Regions from separate parts of the Mus musculus genome. Here regions 2, 3 and 4 are each linked to region 1. The links are chromatin contacts, called in public Hi-C and promoter capture Hi-C maps. All regions are on one chromosome and are shown on one strand. The core of a region is the stretch at or near the end of the contact, and the rest is flanking DNA. Distances in the headings are between cores, read along the strand shown.

The links. Promoter capture Hi-C pulls out the DNA fragments that hold promoters and counts their contacts. A called contact is a pair of places that touch in the nucleus more often than the background predicts.
Region 2: a contact with region 1 is called in a promoter capture Hi-C map of pre-B cells, with 3 times the contacts expected there. The contact joins the promoter of Utp14b here to the promoter of Dock10 in region 1. A contact is called at or near these places in 3 of 39 promoter capture datasets (the C10 cell line, the HPC-7 cell line and pre-B cells).
Region 3: a Hi-C map of Th1 cells shows a contact between it and region 1, with 4 times the contacts expected there. The contact joins the promoter of Agfg1 here to the promoter of Dock10 in region 1. A contact is called at or near these places in 1 of 39 promoter capture datasets (pre-B cells), 3 of 484 Hi-C or Micro-C datasets (B cells, CD4 T cells and Th1 cells) and 2 of 115 datasets of contacts at active chromatin or transcription factors (pro-B cells and thymic regulatory T cells).
Region 4: a promoter capture Hi-C map of pre-B cells shows a contact between it and region 1. The contact joins the promoter of Farsb here to the promoter of Dock10 in region 1. A contact is called at or near these places in 2 of 39 promoter capture datasets (the HPC-7 cell line and pre-B cells), 1 of 484 Hi-C or Micro-C datasets (B cells) and 1 of 115 datasets of contacts at active chromatin or transcription factors (thymic regulatory T cells).

What each region holds. Positions count from the first base shown.
Region 1 is chr1:80,755,331-80,760,053 of GRCm38.p6, forward strand. It overlaps Dock10 (dedicator of cytokinesis 10), which reads right to left and starts at 3,223. Exons shown (of 56, transcript NM_175291.4): 1 at 2,996-3,223. The coding sequence starts at 3,118.
Region 2 is chr1:78,654,783-78,659,428 of GRCm38.p6, forward strand. Utp14b (UTP14B small subunit processome component) reads left to right here and starts at 3,043. Exons shown (of 3, transcript NM_001001981.3): 1 at 3,043-3,321. Acsl3 (acyl-CoA synthetase long-chain family member 3) reads left to right here and starts at 3,043. Exons shown (of 15, transcript NM_001033606.2): 1 at 3,043-3,321.
Region 3 is chr1:82,836,939-82,841,431 of GRCm38.p6, forward strand. Agfg1 (ArfGAP with FG repeats 1) reads left to right here and starts at 2,522. Exons shown (of 13, transcript NM_001368850.1): 1 at 2,522-2,951. The coding sequence starts at 2,785.
Region 4 is chr1:78,486,301-78,490,690 of GRCm38.p6, forward strand. It overlaps Farsb (phenylalanyl-tRNA synthetase, beta subunit), which reads right to left and starts at 2,597. Exons shown (of 17, transcript NM_011811.4): 1 at 2,485-2,597. The coding sequence starts at 2,542.

The DNA.
Region 1 (4,723 bases), core at 1,973-4,472:
TAATTTTCTACAGTAACTAAAGGGACCGTGTCTGTTCAAAATATCCATTGTACATAATAGTTCTTAGAGAGAGGCAAAATGTGATAGGTCCAAGCCAGGAGTCTGCATGCACACATAGTAGAGTGGTTTGGTTAACACTGACATCACCTTTGCTGTGACATTCTACTTCCTGTGGCAGCTGCCGTCAAAGCTAGCCTTGGTCATGTTCTTCAGTCAGTTTCCCTTGATCTCTGGTCTCCACACCCCAAATATATTTCAAAGACTTCATCTCAATCTCAGGTGTAGTTAATTTGACCCCCTCATCCATCTTTATTAGTGAGAACACAGGCCAAGATTTATAACAACCTCTGTAGCATTCTGAAAGGCTTTCAGAAAAAGACTATAAACTTAGAAGTGAAATAGATTTTTTTTTTCACTAGAAGTTCCTTGAGCCCCTCGGTATAAGAGAGGACCGTTCGCTGCAGCACACAGACACTCATCTACTACCTTGTATTAAAATAGACAAACCACAATATGTTCTCATTATCCTTTTGTCTCCCCGTCATATCTTCGTCATCCCACTTCCCTTTGACAAACAGTCTTTGAGAACACAGAGCAGCAGACCTATAGAGCTTGAAGAAGCTGGATCAATGCAAACCTCTGATGAACATGTACCATGTAGGCTAATGTTGAGGCTTTAGGTACAGTGGCCCTCTTGGTCCCACTGAGTGTGGTAATGAGTGAAAAAAAAAAAAAAAAAAAAAACCAAACCAACCTTTCCTGCTTCCTTTCAGGAGAAACGGTAGGGGTAGGGGAGAGAGCAGAGCTCATGTCTTCCTGCCAAAATCACTGCCAGCCCTGCCTGCCTAGATGTGTACTATCCCTTGAAATATCTTGGCAAGAGCTGGTTCTGGAGTGTTGGCCAAGGTGCTGAAGTGAGGAAGGCTGGGCACCTGTGCCAGTGAAGTGCCCCTTACTGCTACCCTTAAGAACACTGTGCTCATTCACTGTGACAAGACCTCACTAGGGTTTCAAATGTAAGGTCGTCTTGGAGGGGTGTGTGTGTGTGTGTGTGTGTGTGTGTGTGTGTGTGTGTTTAGAAGGGATACATAATATTTATAAAAATTCCATTGCTGCAGAAACGTTATGAGAATCCACTGCAAAACAAGACACAAATAAAAGAAGCCATGCTATTGCTTCGAGGTGGATGCTAAACCTTGTTATGTTTTTACAAAGAGTCCCTAAAATGAATTAATGGCAAAGCAATTTTAACATAAAGCAAATGACAGAATAACAAAAGCACAAACCTAAGGAATCCCCTAAGACAGTGTTCTCAACCTTCCTCATCTTGAGACCCTTTGATACAGTTCCTCAAGTTGTGGTGACTCCTCCACCCCCAACCAGAAAGTTACTTTTGTTACTACTTCATATCTGGAATTTTGCTACTTTTATGAATTGTCAGGTAACTGTGTTTCCCAAAGGTCTCAGGCAACCCCTGTGGAAGGGGGGTCCTTTGAACCCCAAAGGGTCAAGACTCAGAGGTTGAGAACCACTGCTTTACAAGGTAAAATTACTGTCTTATGTGTGTCTGATTCTGTAATAGCTCCACCCGCTTTTCAGAATGGCCCGTTTTTGACAGTTTGTCTGTTCTTCCTTAAAAATATGCATACAGATATCAAAACCACAGGCTGGCACTGTCAAGGGATTAGGTAACAGTTGAATTGTCTCTGGCAGCTGCATATTGCAGCCAGTGGTGAGGGAAAGGGAAGGAAAGGGCAGCCTGGCTACCAGTTCTTTTCACACTCCAGGCTTCCCCATCCCCCACCCCCACCCCCCACCCTCTGTGCATTTGCTGCTCTGGTCCCTCTGCCAGGCAATTTGCTTCCGCTCTGTTCAGCTTCCCGACCTCTGGCTTTAAGAGAGGCTTCTGGCTGTGGGAACTGGCTCTGACCAGATCTGGCTCCCTCCTCTTCGGTGACTGGCAAAGGCAACACTTTGACACTCTTAAATAGGGTTGTTTAATTCCTAATGGTATTTACTGGCAAAAAAAAGGAAAATGAAACCCACAACGAGGATTCTGGTCCAACAAAGTCAGGCCAAGAGCTCCGTGGCTGAGCCCCACTCTTGCTGGAAGGCTACTCCCTACGGGCTACCCATTTCTACCACAGTTGATGTGCGCTCCCTGCTTGCTGCTTTCATCCCTTAGTGTGACACCTACTGGAATTTATGAATATCTCGTGATGCACGGGTATGATTTGGGCACCTGATGCTGGCTTTTGCCTCAGGGACTTCCCGCGGAAATCACCCAATACTTAGAAGGCATTTCGACAAGGAAGTAACCAGGGGAAACCTTCTGGAAGGAGATTCCCGTGAAATCGCTTCAAAACACACCAGAAGCCACTGGCTACTTAATAACCCACGTCCCCTTCATCCCAGTTTCCCCCAGCTCTTTCTGCAACAGTATAAAGTGGCTGGTTGGGTTCCAGCCTGTGGGGGGAGGGAGATCTGTGCAAATTGCAGATTTTCCTCACTAGATAGAAGGTGGGGGTTTCAGCTTTGGTCTGGCTGAAGAGCTAGCTCACTACATCTTTTCTAGGTTCCACGGGGAGGAGAGGGGCGCGCAGACTTGTGGATCTACAGGTTCCATCCATTTAGCTCCCCCCACCCCTTTATCCCGCCCCCACCCGCCGCCCCAGGTCCCTGTCACCCTGTCACCTTGAGCCAGACTGGATGCATTCCCGCCTCCTCCACCCCCCTTAAAACGTAGGCACACGCTCTCCCACGCAGCTGCTCATCTAAGCGTCCCGCGTTCCTAAAGTCCCCCAATGCGCCTCTGGTCCTTAATTCTTTGGTGACACTGCTTGGAGGAGGTGACTCCGGGGTCGCTCTGTGGGGGAGCGAATTCGGGGTGGAGGACAAGCTAGCTCCCGTGCAGGGGCTCACAGGGCTGGCGACAAGGCCTGTCTGGGGTCCCTGGGCAAGCCCCGCCGTGGCGCGAGGGACGCAGGGCACTCACCCGCTGCTGCTGACGGCTGCTGACGGCCACCGCGGCGGCAGACGCGGCGCTGTGCCGGAGCTCGGCCGCCTGTCCCGGTCTCAGCAGGCTCCGGGTGAACCTGCGGGTCCGCTCCCCGGCCATCGCGGGCCGTGCCGCTCGCGCCTCGGCCCCGGAGCGAGTGTGTCCCGCCGGTCCCCTGGCCGCGCCAGCCTGTTCTACCCACCCGCCGTTCAGGAAGCGGAACTCAGAGCCTTTCCCCCCCTCTTCCCCGCTCAACTCACAAGAGGCGGGTTTTTCTCGCGCGCACCCCCACTCTGCCCACCCCCTTCGCTCCCGCTCAAGCTCCGCGGCGACTTTGCAAACTCTGCGCCTCTCGGGCGGCGCGGCCAACTCTGCCTGGCTAGGGCGCATCTGCAGCGGGACGCGCGTGGGGGTGGCTCCACCCGCGCCGCCCACCCGCGACTCGGTACTGATGCCGGGCTGCCTCTGCTGGGACCTGCTTACCGCCCTATTCTCAATCCGATGCTCATAGAGGGTTGGGGATTTGGCGTTTTTTTGAGGATCAGACCTACATTCTGAGGTTAGGAAGTGGAGAAGGGTTGATCTTAGGTATCCTGTGCACCCTTGGAGGTGGGTCAGAGGTTTTATTAAGTAAGGATCCCTCTGGTGGCTGGGCCCCTTACTTTGAAGTCTCTAGGGGACCCAGATTCCTTACTTGGTCTTGGGATAGTCGGTGTGAATTCACACCTTCCGCCAATTTTTCCTCAACTGCGTCCCTACTCTATACCAGCTACACTGCTCTTGTAAATAAGACCATATAGGATGGTTTACCAAATGCCTCCTTAACTTTGCATACTAATTTGAATTAAAATCTAGTGTCTATCTGGGTAATGTAAGGGATTTCAGGGTGGAAATTAGGATGAATAAGAACTGCTGTTGGGTTACAGGGTAGGGTGAGTAGGACAGGGTGGGTGGTTCTTAGTCTATTTTTCTGCTTTCTTATCAAATCCCCCCCCACCCTTGCCTCGAGCTATCTGATTAAAGTATTCTAAAATTCTTATCTGGAGTCACATGCAGGGTGGTTCTCTGCCCAGTGTGGGTGGGTGAAAGACCAAGGCTCCTGGGAGAGCTGTGTGGACATTCTGGATTTCTTAAGGGCCTTTTTGTGGATCTGTGGCCTCTGGATTTTCTAAAGTTAAAAACATTTTTTTTAGCTTGTGGTGTGCCTGGTGTTTCTCACATAGTAGGCTAACAGGCTCTCTTTGAGGAAAATCTGGGTTACACACAGTGTGACTCTGTCTTAACTTTTTGACAAACTGTAACCATTTCCCCCCCTGTTTTAGAATACTGTCTGGTGTATAGTATAACTGAATAACTCATGATTATGCACGACTCTCAAAGGCTCAGGAAGTCTGAGGCAGTCAAAGACTTGAGTGCTGAGGCAGGAGGATGGCAAGAAAAGAAAAATGGTCTAGAAGCAAAGACTGTAGTAACAGAACATGAGTCATAGTGTGTCTTGGGTACAACAGTTCAGGTTTGAATTTATTTTGCTGTGTTGAAATACTCTGGCTAAAATCAACTTGAGGAAGAGAGGATGCATTGTGCTTAGATCTGGGTGCTTTCAGTTCCGTTCATCTTATCTTACTCAGTCAAGGTCCTGATGCTCAGGGGTAGTGATGCCCACAGTGGGCTGAGCCTTCCTATATCAATCATCAATCAAGACAATCTCTCACAGATATGGCCACA
Region 2 (4,646 bases), core at 1,793-4,292, 2.1 Mb before region 1:
CAATAGTGGTTTTCTTTTGTTTTTTGTTTTTTTTTTTTGTTTTTTTTTTTTTTGAAACAGGGTACATATAACCCTGGCTGTCCTGGAACTTGCTACGTAGACTAGGCTGTCTTTGAACTCAGAATCATCTGCCTGTCTCCCAAGCGTGGGCTTAAAGACTTGGGCTCTCATGCCAGGCTATAAGTGACATTTTAAAGTTGCTTCTTGTTGATTATTCTGCTCCTTGGAGTCAGAGCCTCCTTCATTCACACAGCATCATGTGCTATATTCATACCCACCCACCCACCGGAAATGAAACAAAAACATTCCTGTTAAAACTCTAAATATCAGCTGGTTCTGTTGTCTTATCGTAATGGGAAATGTAGTTTTTGTGATATAGTTACAGTCTCTTTCTATGCCCCTTCACAGGAAATAGACCATTACATGTTTATGTCAATTATAGACAATTCCCCTTACTGTTGCAGTAAGTTGGAAACACACCAAAAGGGCACAAGGGACTGCCTACTCCTGTTCATGATTTCATGTGGTTGACCCTTAATAGTCTCTGACTTGAAGTTTTACAAAAAAGAAGGGAAATGTAATCAAAATTCAATACCCCTCAAAACTCTGAACACATACTGAATCCTTTCTAAGAGAAAAGCAAATGTGCTTTGCCTTGCCTTGCCTTGCCTTTCCTTTCCTTTCCTTTCCTTTCCTTTCCTTTCCTTTCCTTTCCTTTCCTTTCCTTTCCTTTCCTTGTCTTGGTTGGTTATTCTGAGACAGAGTTTCACTCTGGAGTTTAAGCTGGCCTGCAACTCACTGCGTAACCCAAGCTAGGGCCAGTGTCACAGCAGCAGCCCTCCAGCCGCAACATCTCTAGTGCTGGGATCACTGTGCCCAGATGTGTTTTTGCTTTTTCTTTTTATTATATTTATTTTGTGCATGTGTACTTGTATCCCATGGTGAACTCAGGTCATCAAGCTTCGCACTAAGCACCTATAATCCTCTGAGTCACCTTGCCAGTCTCTCTCTCTCTCTCTCTCTCTCTCTCTCTCTCTCTCTCTCTCTCAACAAAACACCATCTTCTGCTTCTGGCAGGCCTAGACCTTACTAAATAGGCTAGGCATGCCTCAAATTTAGAGATCTATCTGCCTCTGCCTTCCAAGTACTAAGATTAAAGTTGTGAGTCATCACACCCTGTTGTTTCAAAACAACAACGACAATAAATAAACCTAGGTGAGGTTGGAAGATTGTCTGGAGTTTAAGGTTAGCCTGTGGGCTTAGTGTAAGCACGAGTTTCCAGGTGTAAACAAAGCCTAAAGAGGTGTATCACACCTGTAATCCTAGAATCACTGTGAATTCTAGGCCACCCTGATCTACATAGTAAAATCCAGGCCTGTCTGAGCTACATGAGATCTTGGCTCCCACTCTCCCACAAAGAACTAAACAACCATACAAAGAAGCCTAGTGAACAGAAGCACAATAATTTCTGTTTAACTAGTATTAAACAGCAGACAATATTCCAATTCAGTATTTGAATCTCAAGAGTATTTTCTGTTAAATGTAAATACATGCCCATAAAATATTGTTTAGCCTATAAAGAGATAACGAAGAAAGATGTCCCTGGAATTCTACACATGTGTTTTATGTTTGTTAACTGGGGAGGAAGGTTCACTATTAGTTTTGCTGTCTTGAAGTTGCTTAGTTTTTCTCAAGGTTTGCAGTTCTGAATGACCACTTCTGAGGTACACATCTTCATCCCTCTGTAGACTGGAAATTCTGCATTCCTTTTATTGGCAGGGTTTCCTTGGGAAATGTGAAATTCCTAGTAGGAGCAGGCTGCTTGAGTCAAACACTATCTGTTCTTTCAGGCAATTAGACTGGCTAGGGGCCCAAGGTGAGTGAGTGAGCTGGCTTTGTAGAGTGTATCATGGCTCCACCTAGCTCAAGTCCTGGCAGCCTCCTCGGAGTTTTTAAGATTGTCCTGGGAAGTGAGCCTCTTTCTGCCTTAGCTTGAGGCTAGCACAGCAACTCGACCTTTCACCTACTTAAAGAAAAGTTCACAGACCAACTAAATAATAGGTTAGGTTAAGAAAAAACAACTCTGCTACGAACAGTCTCTTTCTAATATTACACTCCAGTGGCTGATTTAGTCATTTGTGTTTTGCTGGGTGAATGTTTTGAGTGGGGGGAGGCAGTTGTAAAATAAATGCCTATATCCTGATGTAGTGTCCAAGAGGATCTATACAATGGCAAACTAAACAACACACACAGTCATAAAGATTCATAAAGCTTTTTTTTTTTTTTTTTTTCCGAGACAGGGTTTCTCTGTATATCCCTGGCTGTCCTGGAACTCACTTTGTAGACCAGGCTGGCCTCGAACTCAGAAATCCGCCTGCCTCTGCCTCCTGAGTGCTGGGATTAGAGGTGTGCGCCACCACGCCCGGCTGATAAAAGATTATTTTTGAGTAAAGTTTCATCCTTTGCAAACATGAAATGTGGGTATGCGAAGATTTACGAGTAAACGGGATACACGCTGCATTAAACGAAGCCCATGCAAGAGAAATAATACAGGGCATGCTTTGAGCTTTCCCCTTCACAAGCATTTTCAAACGTCATTTTTTTTTTTTTCTCTTTGCAAGATTTGCTAGAAATCCGTGTTCAAACTAGGATAACGAACCCAGTCCTGAGAAGAATGGGGAAAAAAAAAAACAAGCAGGTTATTTCTTCGTTTATATTGAGATTTATGCATCGCAGCAGTGAAGGCGGGTTTTGCAGTTCTCAGCGGGGGCACCCTGGACGCCTCAGGTCTTCCCGCCCTGCGCCCCCTGCCCAGCTCCCCTCTGCAGCTGCTGTAGCTGCGGGTCCGTCCCGCCGCTCCCCTCCCCAAGGGCTCAATCCCCGCCCTGCGAGGGCCCCAGTCGGGTCCAGCCGTCGGCGGCTCCGCAGAATGACCCATAGTAACCTCGCCCCGCCCCTGCCGCCAGCACCGCGCTCCCCAGGCCGGCATTTGATAGGCCGAGCCCCGCACGCGCCACCGCCCGCGGGCCAATGGGCGGCGGTCTCTTTGCATATGCAACGAGCGCCAGCCCGGGGTGCGCGTCCAGGACTGCGGCTCAACAGACGCTGCTCAGCCGGCGCCCGGGAAACGTCGCTGCGGTTGTGGCCGCGGTCGCGGGCTCGGACGAGGAGGCGGCGGCAGAGCGGGAGGCTGAGCCGGCAGCAGGCGGTCGTCCCCGTCTCGCAGGGCGGCCCCAGCAGCTGCGTCAGGGTCCTGAGGAGGTGGCGCTGGGCAGGAGCCGCTCTGAGGAGCAGCCAGGCCTGCGTGGGTCGGAGCCCGCGGTGAGTGCGCGCAGCGCCCGTTGTGAGGCGATGAGGGTCGCGGGATGGCGGCCAGGCCTCCCTCCTCCCACTCGGCGAGCGTGCATGCCGCTCGCCGGTGCCTGAGGGGACTCCTGGGCCGCGGGGTGCTGGGCCGTGGCGAGGGTCGGGGAAACGGGGGTTGGTGGAGGGTGAGTGGCGAGTAGGGCGTCCTCGCGGATTCGGGGAAACCGCCGGCGTGGAGCTGCGGGCGCGGGAGGAAGGATGCACCGCGGCCTCCTCCGCGGGCGCGGGCACGTGGGTGGGGTCGTCCCGCTCCACGCGGCCGCGCGGCGTCCGTGGGAGGTACCAGCGCCCAGAGGGTCCCTGAAAACTGCGGGTGTGGGACAGGAAATGCGGGTGCGGGCGGTGGGAATGGCGTGGGGAACCTCTGGTGTCTCCTCCTAAGTGCGTTTTAGTCTCGGACGAGTCAGTCATGAGATGCATACATAGGCAGCCCCGGGGGTCACTTGTGATCCCCGTGATGGGATTTCACAGATGAAGATCCAACTGTATGGTCCGTTCTGGTTCTAGAACAGGTATTCCGATCACTTGTACATAGAGCCCCTCAACTTAGAAAGGGCAGGACAGTTTTTGGGAATCCAGTGGAAACTAGAGAGGGGGGATTGATAACTGCCTAGAATGACAGAGCTGGCATTTACTGAGCTTTTTTTAAAGGCCACACACCAAGAACTTTGTGCATGGCTATGTTTACATTGTTAGTCCACCGGGACGGTCGCACATTCTCAGTTTTACAGCGAGAGAGCCTGCACTGTGGACACGTTAACTTAGCCCAGATCTGAGCTACTAGGAGAAGCTTGAGCCCCAGGAGGGCCTGTCTGAATCTAGAACAAATCTCTGATGGCTTTAGTAGCAACAGCCCTCTGTTGGTGTTTGAATGGTTTCCGTGGCTTTGGGTTTCTAGGTTCTTTTGGGTCTTAGGGGTTCTGCAGAGCTGTAGTTTGGTGTTTTTGTTTTTCCTGTTTGTTTTAGGCTGTTTTGTATGCGCACTTTGGCTCTGAGTGTTGTTGAAGGGTGCTGCTGAGTTGCCCCTAGAAGTGCATGCAAAGCTTATTACAGAGAGGGAAGTGTTGGGACTTGAGAGTGCGTTTTCTGGTGTCTCCCTGAGCACCCCTCACATGTAGAGTTGAAGGCTGATTGTATTTTCTAACTTAGGCTCTGATTCTTCTGTCATAAAGTGCCTTGACTCCAGTGTGGCCACAGGAGAGGGTCACCTGGTATCTTTGGAGTCCAGTTACTGGATTTGTAGGACATTTGGGCCGAGTGACTGGTACCCTGTGAGTCCC
Region 3 (4,493 bases), core at 1,272-3,771, 2.1 Mb after region 1:
TGATGCATACTTAGTAGATGCGGGTATGGTCTTCTGATTGGTTGGTTGGTTGATTGACTCACTGATGCAGCTTCTTACCACGTAGTCCCTGCTGGCCTGGAACGTGCTGTATGTGTAAACTGGGCTGGTCTTGACTTCACAGAGTCCCATCTGCTTCTGCCTCCTGAGTGCTAGTGTTAAAGGGACCACGTCAGGTTTGCTTTTTTGTCTACTTTTTTTTTTAGATTCATTTATTTATATGAATATACTGTAGCTGTCTTCAGACACACCAAAAGAGGACATCAGATTCCATTACAGATGGTTGTGAGCTATCATGTGGCTGCTGGGAATTGAACTCAGGACCTCTGGAAGAGCAGCCAGTACTTTTAACTGCTGAGCCATCTCTCCAACCCATTTTTTTTTTTTTTGGTCTATTTTAATGGAAATATTTCAGCTAAAATAATAAAGAATTGGATATGACAGAACCAGAATATCACTGTCAATGACTGCTAACATCACGACAACACCCCTGTGATGTGCCTCCCAATGGAAAAACATGCTATTGCCCAAACTGAACCAGATACAAATAAACTAGACTTAACCTCGTATTTGTAGACGATGGAGAGGACGGGGATATGCTAAATGTCACAATGAGAGGAGAGAGTGTGAGCAGAGAGAGACGGCAGGAGACATACCACCTGGTTCCCCCGCTCTAGAGGCTGAGAGATTCTAGGGTCTGAGAGAATGGAGCTGATACATGAAGTAGGCTAAAGTCTCACACAGAGCCAACTTTATTTGGAGCATCTGACAATTTATACTCTGAGGGTTAAGAGGAGTCACGTGACTTAAGCGTACAGTCACAGGGCAAGCAGCACTTGGAGGGCAAGCTGGAGAGGTGAGAACACACGTTTCCACGGAGGCACAGGAACAGATAACAATGAGCCATGTGAAGTAAACTCAGTTCTATCTGCTACACCTGGAAGGAGAATGGAAAATGTATCCCCAAGGACAAGTTACTTGGAGTTTTCTCACAAGCACTCAGAAATCTCTTCATGGGACCCCATTCTTGGACTGTCAATACCTGACTACAGTTGTACACTAACCGGTCAAGGGAAAGTAGTAATTAAAAAAAAATAATGATCTGAGCACTAACTTCAACAGCGGCAGGACATTTGATGACTGTCAAAGAATTAGTCCTAACTTTCTCTGTATGCTAGCTGTACTGTAGTTACATGAGAGGGAGGGGAGGAAAGAAAAGGAGAGATGAGAGAGAGAGAGAGAGAGAGAGAGAGAGAGAGAGAGAGAGAGAGAGAGGGAGGGGGAGGGAGGGGGGAAGGAAAAGGGGGAGAGGAAGAGGGAGTTTTTACTTTTCTTGGGCTAGGGATAAAACCAGGGCCTGCCTATACATAGTAACCACTCTGCCTTTGAGCTACAGTCTCAGTCCTGAAATATATATATATATATATTAGTAATAAGTGGGTTTATTTTAAGATAAATATGATATTGGGCAAGGGGATCAATAAAGCAAGAAGAGACATGAGCTGATAGTTGTTGAAGATGAACTCTGGATCCTAGGGATAGTTAAATTTCTCATGTAGGAAACAGTTCAGAAACACTAGCCATCCTATCTGCCCCCCTTTAATAATAATGCCATTTACTATTATAATAATGTTAAGTTAACCCGATGGTTCCCCGGGGCTGACTCAGCATTTTCAGCTAGGAAACTTGAATTCTCCTCTTGTGAAAACTACTCCATTTGCAGTGGGGGCTGGGACAGTATTCGGTAACTCAGTTTTTGAGCCTCCCCACACTCCTTTGAGAAATGAAGGTACAGATGGTTTCTCATACCTTACCGCAGGAGTTCTCTACCTTCCTAATGCTGCTGCGACCCTTTAATACAGTTCCTCACGTTGTGGTGACCCCCCACCACAAAATTATTTCCATTGGTACTCCATACCTGTAATTTTGCTACTGTTATGAATAGTAATGTAAATTGTGTTCCCCGATGGTCTTAGGTGACCCCTCTGAGAGGGTTGTTCAACACCCCCACCCCCACCCGAACCAGTGTCTTAGGGGCTAGCAGTGATTTCCTGCAGCCTCAAAAGGTGGGTGTTGCAGTTGGACTATGTTGGAACTCTGGCTTCGGCAGGTAAATACCGTCGTAAATTTATCCCAGTGCACCATACAAATTTAAGTCTAGAGTAGCGGAGTGAATGGGGATGACTTGGAAGAAGGCGACTAGGCTAGATTCTGTAAGGGAAGAATTTGGAGTGTCTCCTAAAGCAGCGGGAAGCTGCCGGGAACATTTCTGCCTGGAGGAAGATAGCCTGCTTACACGAAGCTCTTTGCACGTACAGGCACCCAGCGGATAAGGGCTGTAATTTATTGACACCATTGTGTCTTCTCTACCCCGCCCAGCTCCGACCCTTGCCGCAGCGTGGCCGCAGTGACTCCTCCCGGCCAGCAGAGGGCGCCAGCCTGCACTTGGCCCCCGGCTGCCCGAGGCCGGTCTCCTCTTGCCGCTCCCCCCGCCCCCCACCTCGTCTTTCCCCCTTAGGAGAAGTCGGGAAGGTGGCAGCGGCGGCGGTGGCGGTTGTCCCGCCCGGCCGGTTGGTGTGACCGGTCGGCGCGTGCTGCGCAGCTTCCTCGCCTTGTCCTGCCCGGCGGAGCCGAGCGGAGGCCGAGACCGGAGTCCGCGAGGGCGGAGGCGGCGGCGGCCAGGGCGGCCCGTGGGAAGGGAGCGCGGGGCCCCGGCAGCGCCGCCGGCTCCCGGCCCTGCCGGCCTCCTCGGTCGGAGCCGCGGCCATGGCGGCCAGCGCGAAGCGGAAGCAGGAGGAGAAGCACCTGAAGATGCTGCGGGACATGACGGGGCTGCCGCACAACCGCAAGTGTTTCGACTGCGACCAGCGCGGCCCCACCTACGTGAACATGACGGTCGGCTCGTTCGTGTGCACCTCCTGCTCCGGCAGCCTGTGAGTGCGGACGGGGGTCGTGGGTACCGGGCCGTGGCGGCGGGGCCCGTTGGGGATGCGGCCAGCCTAGGCCTTGGGGGCCGGAGATGCTCTTGCTCTTTGGCCGGGCGAGGGTCCAGCCTTGGGGTGGCCGGCGTGGGTGGGGCGTGGGTGGGGTCGGGGTCAGCCAGCGGCCGGCCCGGCGGAGCATCCCGGCTTCCCGCCGCTCAGCGGGCGTGGCCGCGCCTCGGGGGGCGCAGGCGGGGAGCATCCCCGGGAGGGCGGTGCGGGGCCTTTGTGCGACCCGCAGCTCCGTGGTTGGGGGGCCCGGCCTCTGCTCGGTGCCGCGGAGCTGGTGGGGAGGGTGAGAGCAGGGACGCAGAAAGCTGGGGATCTTCCTCCGGTCCACAGCACTCAGGTAGCTGGGGCGTGTTGGGGGCGGGCGGGGGGCGTTAATAGGTCTTGATGGCTGAGGTGTGAATCCCAGGAGAAAAGTTCTCCCTAGAGGATTAATTACGTGAGGCGGGGAGGCAGCAAAAGCACGAGGGTTGTGGCTGCATGGCTCCAAGTGTCCTCAGTTGGGGAAAGTTTTACTGGAAAAGGGTAATCAGGAGTTGTGCGCTTCAAAATAAGGATGGAGCTCGATGAGATTTCTGTATCAGAACCCAAGTGTCCTATCTGTCTGGAGAAATGGGGACTGGGAAGACAATATTGAGAAAGGAGATGGAGGTGACCGCCTGAAATTACTCAGATGGCATGTCTAGGCCTCTCTGTTTAAGCTGTGTTGTGATGGGAATTTTTGTTCTTGTGAAATTTCACTTGGAAAGGTTGCAGGTGACTCTGGAACTGATTAGATGCAATTATTTTCTGGTTATCTTGAATTCAATGCATTTTTAATGATCTGGTAGTTAATATTCCTTGGGTCTTAAAAAATATTACCGTGCATGTCGCAGTGTGGGGACACGTGTGCATGTTTTGTATACCTGGGTTCACTTTTACAGGCTGAACCTTTTCCTGGGCCCTCCCAAAATTTTTTATTATATTAATAGCAATGTACATAACACGTAGGAAATTTTGTAAAAAGTTGAAGGATGTTGACATGGCCAATAATTCACTATTCCCCCAGACACCCTTCCATTTTGAATTTGGGCAAGGAGGCATCTTTGGTTCTTCATGAGTATAACATTATTTTGGGTGGTTCCTATTCAGTTTTTGGATGAGCTTTAGTTAGGGTGTGGTGATAAATAAATGCCTTGTCTCAGCATTTACATTCTAATGGAGACAGTGGATATACGTAAGAAAGACCAGTGTCTGGGTTCTGTGTTCAGCTTTGGAGTAGTTCGGTAAGAGGGTCCTAGAGGTTACTTTCAGGGTTATAGTTAGGAAACACTCTGAATTTTCCACAGCTGCATGTGTGGTTAATGGCTTTCATTTATAAATGAAAATTAGGATGTTAAAGTCACTTATGTTAGGCAACTTTGGTGAAGCTAATAGTTCAATTTATTTAAAGTGTACTTTATTTACTCTTAAAAAAAGATTTATTTATTTATATGTATATGAGTA
Region 4 (4,390 bases), core at 1,347-3,846, 2.3 Mb before region 1:
GCAAAACACTAATACATATAAATTGGTTTAAGTCTAAATAATAATAAAGATGGTGATGACTTAAGAAACAACTTAGAAGCAGATTCTCCAGCCCCAATGAGCTCTTGACCCCACTTCAGATCTGCAACTTGGAGTAAAATACAGGACCACCAAATATCAAATCTTAACCATCAGAAACTAAGTAGCAAACACTCACTTTGTAATATGCAAAAATCTTGTCAGCCAAATGGCAATAAATCAAATTGTATGCATTACTAGAATATATTGAATCTTATTCCTTATTCCTTTAAGCTATATTTTTAAAACTTAAATGAAAGAAAGAAGCAAAAGTAAAACCATGAATAAGTCCCTACAATAAAATGGTAAACCTAAAAACCTGTGTGGCACACAGGTGGCTCTGACAGTACTTACTGTACCAAGCTAGAACAGGGCCCAGGCTGAAGAGCAATCAGAAACCAGTTCACAAGAAAATGAATATCAAAGAACAAACAAAAAGTAAGTAACAAGAACACAACTGAACAGAAAGGCAATCGCAAGGAGGATTAGGAAGACAGAGCTGCGCCAAGGGCAACAGGGGAAAGGAAATGCCCTGGGCAACAAAAACTGCCAAGAGAAATGGAAGGTGACGGCAGCTGGAAATGACAGTGGGGTTCAGATGGGCAGCAGCCCTAGAGGGCTCAATAAGGTGACATGTAAGAGCACAAAAAAAGAGAAAGAGGCAAACAAAAATGGAAAAAAACAAAAAAAAAAACAAAAAACAAATGACACCCACACTTCATTTGGAAACTACCTGTTCTGGTGAATAGCCTTTTCCAACTCCAACCACCACTGAGCTGACATTTAAAAAGATTTCAAGAAAGAAGGCAAGAGAAACAATGAAGATTAGTACTAACCCATCTGGTGTATACCTTAAATACCATCAATAGGTATGAAAGAATTTCAAAAGAGCCTACAGTTCACAGTCGGTGTGGGGAAACCAAGCTTGTTGGATCACTCACCATTTTAAAGTGGAAGGAAAAGGAAACAGCCAGGGAATGTATTAAAACATTATCTGATGATTGCGAGCAGGTCATAAGCCTCATTGTCTTTTAAAATTTGGACAATCTGGTACTTTTCCATAGATAAGGGTCTGACTAGGAACTGATTCCAAGTTGTTCATCTTGCCACACACCATCATATGAACTTCAGAGACAGTGACCACCAGGAGAGAGAATATGATTTAGAGTAACAGGGCAAGTGAGGTATATTAATAAGCTTACTATATAAGGGAAACTGGTTAGGAAATTAAAACCACATTCCAAAAGCAAAGCGATTTCCTGTTTCTAAGGCCTTGGTCACAACTATAATTGTATCACTTGGGAGACTGAGTCAGGAGGATTGCCACAAGTTTAGAGTCAGCCTGGACTTCAGAATAAGGTTCTGTCTCCAAAAGAACAACGACAAAATCCGACAAACACAGGGGGTGAGTAATATCTAAAGTCCATCCTTAGGAAAAAAAAATCTTAAAAGTTTACTTGTACGACATCAGTACTGTGGTGTTATGAACCTGCTCCATTTTGTCCTCTAATTTTGGCCTCTAATACTCAAAAACAAGGAGGCTCTCATAAAACACTCGCTCTGACCTTTATAGAAGCTGATAACTACAGGGTGAGGCTGATACCATTTCAACTTACTACATCTGTGTTGGAAATGATAATTTGACTAATATTTACCTCCCTTCCCCCCCCCCCCACAATGGTTTAGTTTTAGAACTGAGAAAGAGGGAAGTGTGTCATGAATGCTAAGCCCATAGAAGTGATTCCATTTAGGGGTCAAATCAATGTTAACTATCAAATGCTACCCCTGCACAAAACCTGGTTTCCTTTCCCAGAAACATTTAGCATGTCCAATAAACCGTTTTACTAACATCATGGTTTGTTATTTTTCTCATGTATGTGTCATGTGCACAGCTCTACTCCCAAACACTGCCTGACACACTTCTGGAGCCTGGTCAACACTAAAATAAAGCCAATGCCGGGCTTGGTGGCACACGCTTGTTATCCCAGCACTCAGAAACTGAGGCAAGAAGACCGACAGTTCGAAAACAGCCTGGGCTACATAGTGAGACCCGCATCTTTCTTAAACGTCTCCCCTTCGCTGTCAATCTGGTTCCACAGCCTACAGTTGTGATGGAACCCAGGGTACGTTTCCTCGTCTGTGTCCCGACACCAAAGTCCGTGCTGGGCACGGAGTTGGAGCTCGGTCTCTAAATGAATGACACGGAGAGCCCGACACGCGCTGATGATGCAACGGAGCCACCGCGGAGCTGGTTCCGAGAAGCTACTTCAGCGCAGCCGAGTCTCCTCGCCCAGCAGCGCGCCCCTGAGGACTCTGGCCGTGCCGGGCCAAACCCCACGTAGCGGCATGAACGCCGCCAGCACGTTCTTCTGCAGGGCGAGCAGACTTCCCCAGGCACCGAGCCCAAGCCACGGGGCGGGCACTCACTGTAGGTCCGGCCCAGGGCTTGGAAGAGCAGGTCTCGCTTTACGCTGACAGTCGGCATGGCGAGTCGTGGACACTGCGCCTGCGCCACATGCGGGGCCTCAGCGACCCTAGAGTGAAGGACCCGACGCTCCGCTCTTGGGCTGTCTCACGTGATGCCTGTCTAAATTCAACCATTTGCACATCCGTTTTCCAGCCGAATATAGGAAAACACCTCTCTCTGGATTATTTAACATAGTTCTGTTGTGACGATAACCAAAAAGTTTGGAAAATAGGTGTAATCGGGTGGAATTATCTCTATTTTGACAGGCAAGAGTGAGAACAGACCTCAGAGGCCTGGATGCTTCCCAAAGCCCTAGGGAAGATGCCAAGTTGGGTAGGCGGAGCGCTAGATTGGTGGGAAGGACTTCCAGGTAGAGAAGTCCGCCCAGAGGTATTTGAAAAGCAAGGTAAACGGATGCAAGACTTCCTGCAAAGAAGAATATGCAAATACTAATGGCAAGGTCTGTTAACAGGCCACATTTTTTTACTTTTTTGAGACAGGTTTCTCTGTCGCCTTGACTGTCCTGGAACTCGCACTATAGACTAGGCTGGCTTTGAACTCCGAGAACTTTTGAGATCCGTACCTCCCTAGTGCTGGGATTAAAGGCATGCGCCACCACTGCCGGGCTTTTACTTAATCCTTTAACCCTCTTGAAACTACAGATTTTATACCCGAGCCTTGTTCGAACGCAGCAGCAGCCCTGTGGGTAGGCGTTGTTAGAGACCGCAGGACTTTTCTGTCAGATGCTGTACTCAGCCTAAAAAGTGCACGAGCAGATTTGCTCCTTAGAATAACTCTGAGGGACAGTACGTCAAATCATGGGCCACTGAGATGTCAGGACTTAATCCCGTGTAGCCTGCAAATGCTACTTTATGTGGTATCAGAGCCTATGTGGAATAAGCTAAGGGTTTTGAGATGGAACTTAGCCTAGGTTATTAGGATGGGCCCTAAATGCAATTGACTGTAGACTCAATAAGCGGAAGGCAGTGATTCCAGTAAGGTCACTAAAAAAAATAAAGTCAGTAGTCTTCGAAACTGGAAGAGATAAGGAGGGAAATCTCTCCTAGCCTATTCAGCAGCCCCCAAAACACTTGGATTTGGGCCAGTGAAATTGCTTTTGGGTTTCTTGCCTCCAGAACTTGAATATAACAAAGTTCTGTTTCATCTCATTCATTATTCTTTATGATTTGAGATAAAGGCTCAACTCTATAGCTGAAGCAGTCCTGGAACTCATCCTGTAGCTCTGGATGGCCAGAAATTTTCAGAGTTTTAAGGTGTCCTGAAAGACAAGAATATAAGTTACCTCACCAGACTCAAGTTTCTGTTTGAAATCAAAAGTTTGTAGTACTTCCTTTCAGCAGCCATGAAAAAACAAATACATCAAAGCAGGAAGATAAAACAGCCATGGACTGTGGGACTCACCTAACCTGTAAGGCATAGCAGAAACATTGCTTCCTCAAGAGAAAATAAAGCAAGGACCAACACTGAGGAAGTGAGAACCCTTCACTTGAGGAAGCAGAACTGAGGCTAGACTTAGGCCATCATAACTCTTAATAAGTTTTCCACTGCACTAATTTCCACTTATGGCAAGTCCCACGTGTAGCTTTCTGACCCTAAATTCCAGTAAGTGGGCACTTACTGAGTTCACCAACTCAAATGCTCATCTCTCAGAAACATACAACTAACAGTATTTGGCTACTTATTAAGGGATCTATTAACTCAGGCATTTGACCATAACATTAACTCTCATACTTCATAAGAGGATTTAAAATGCCGCTTTGTTTCCCCTGATATGTCACTATAGGCGTGTTTTAAGAAATTATAGATGGATGTGGGAAACAAAGTAAATAATGCTATTTGGAGAGT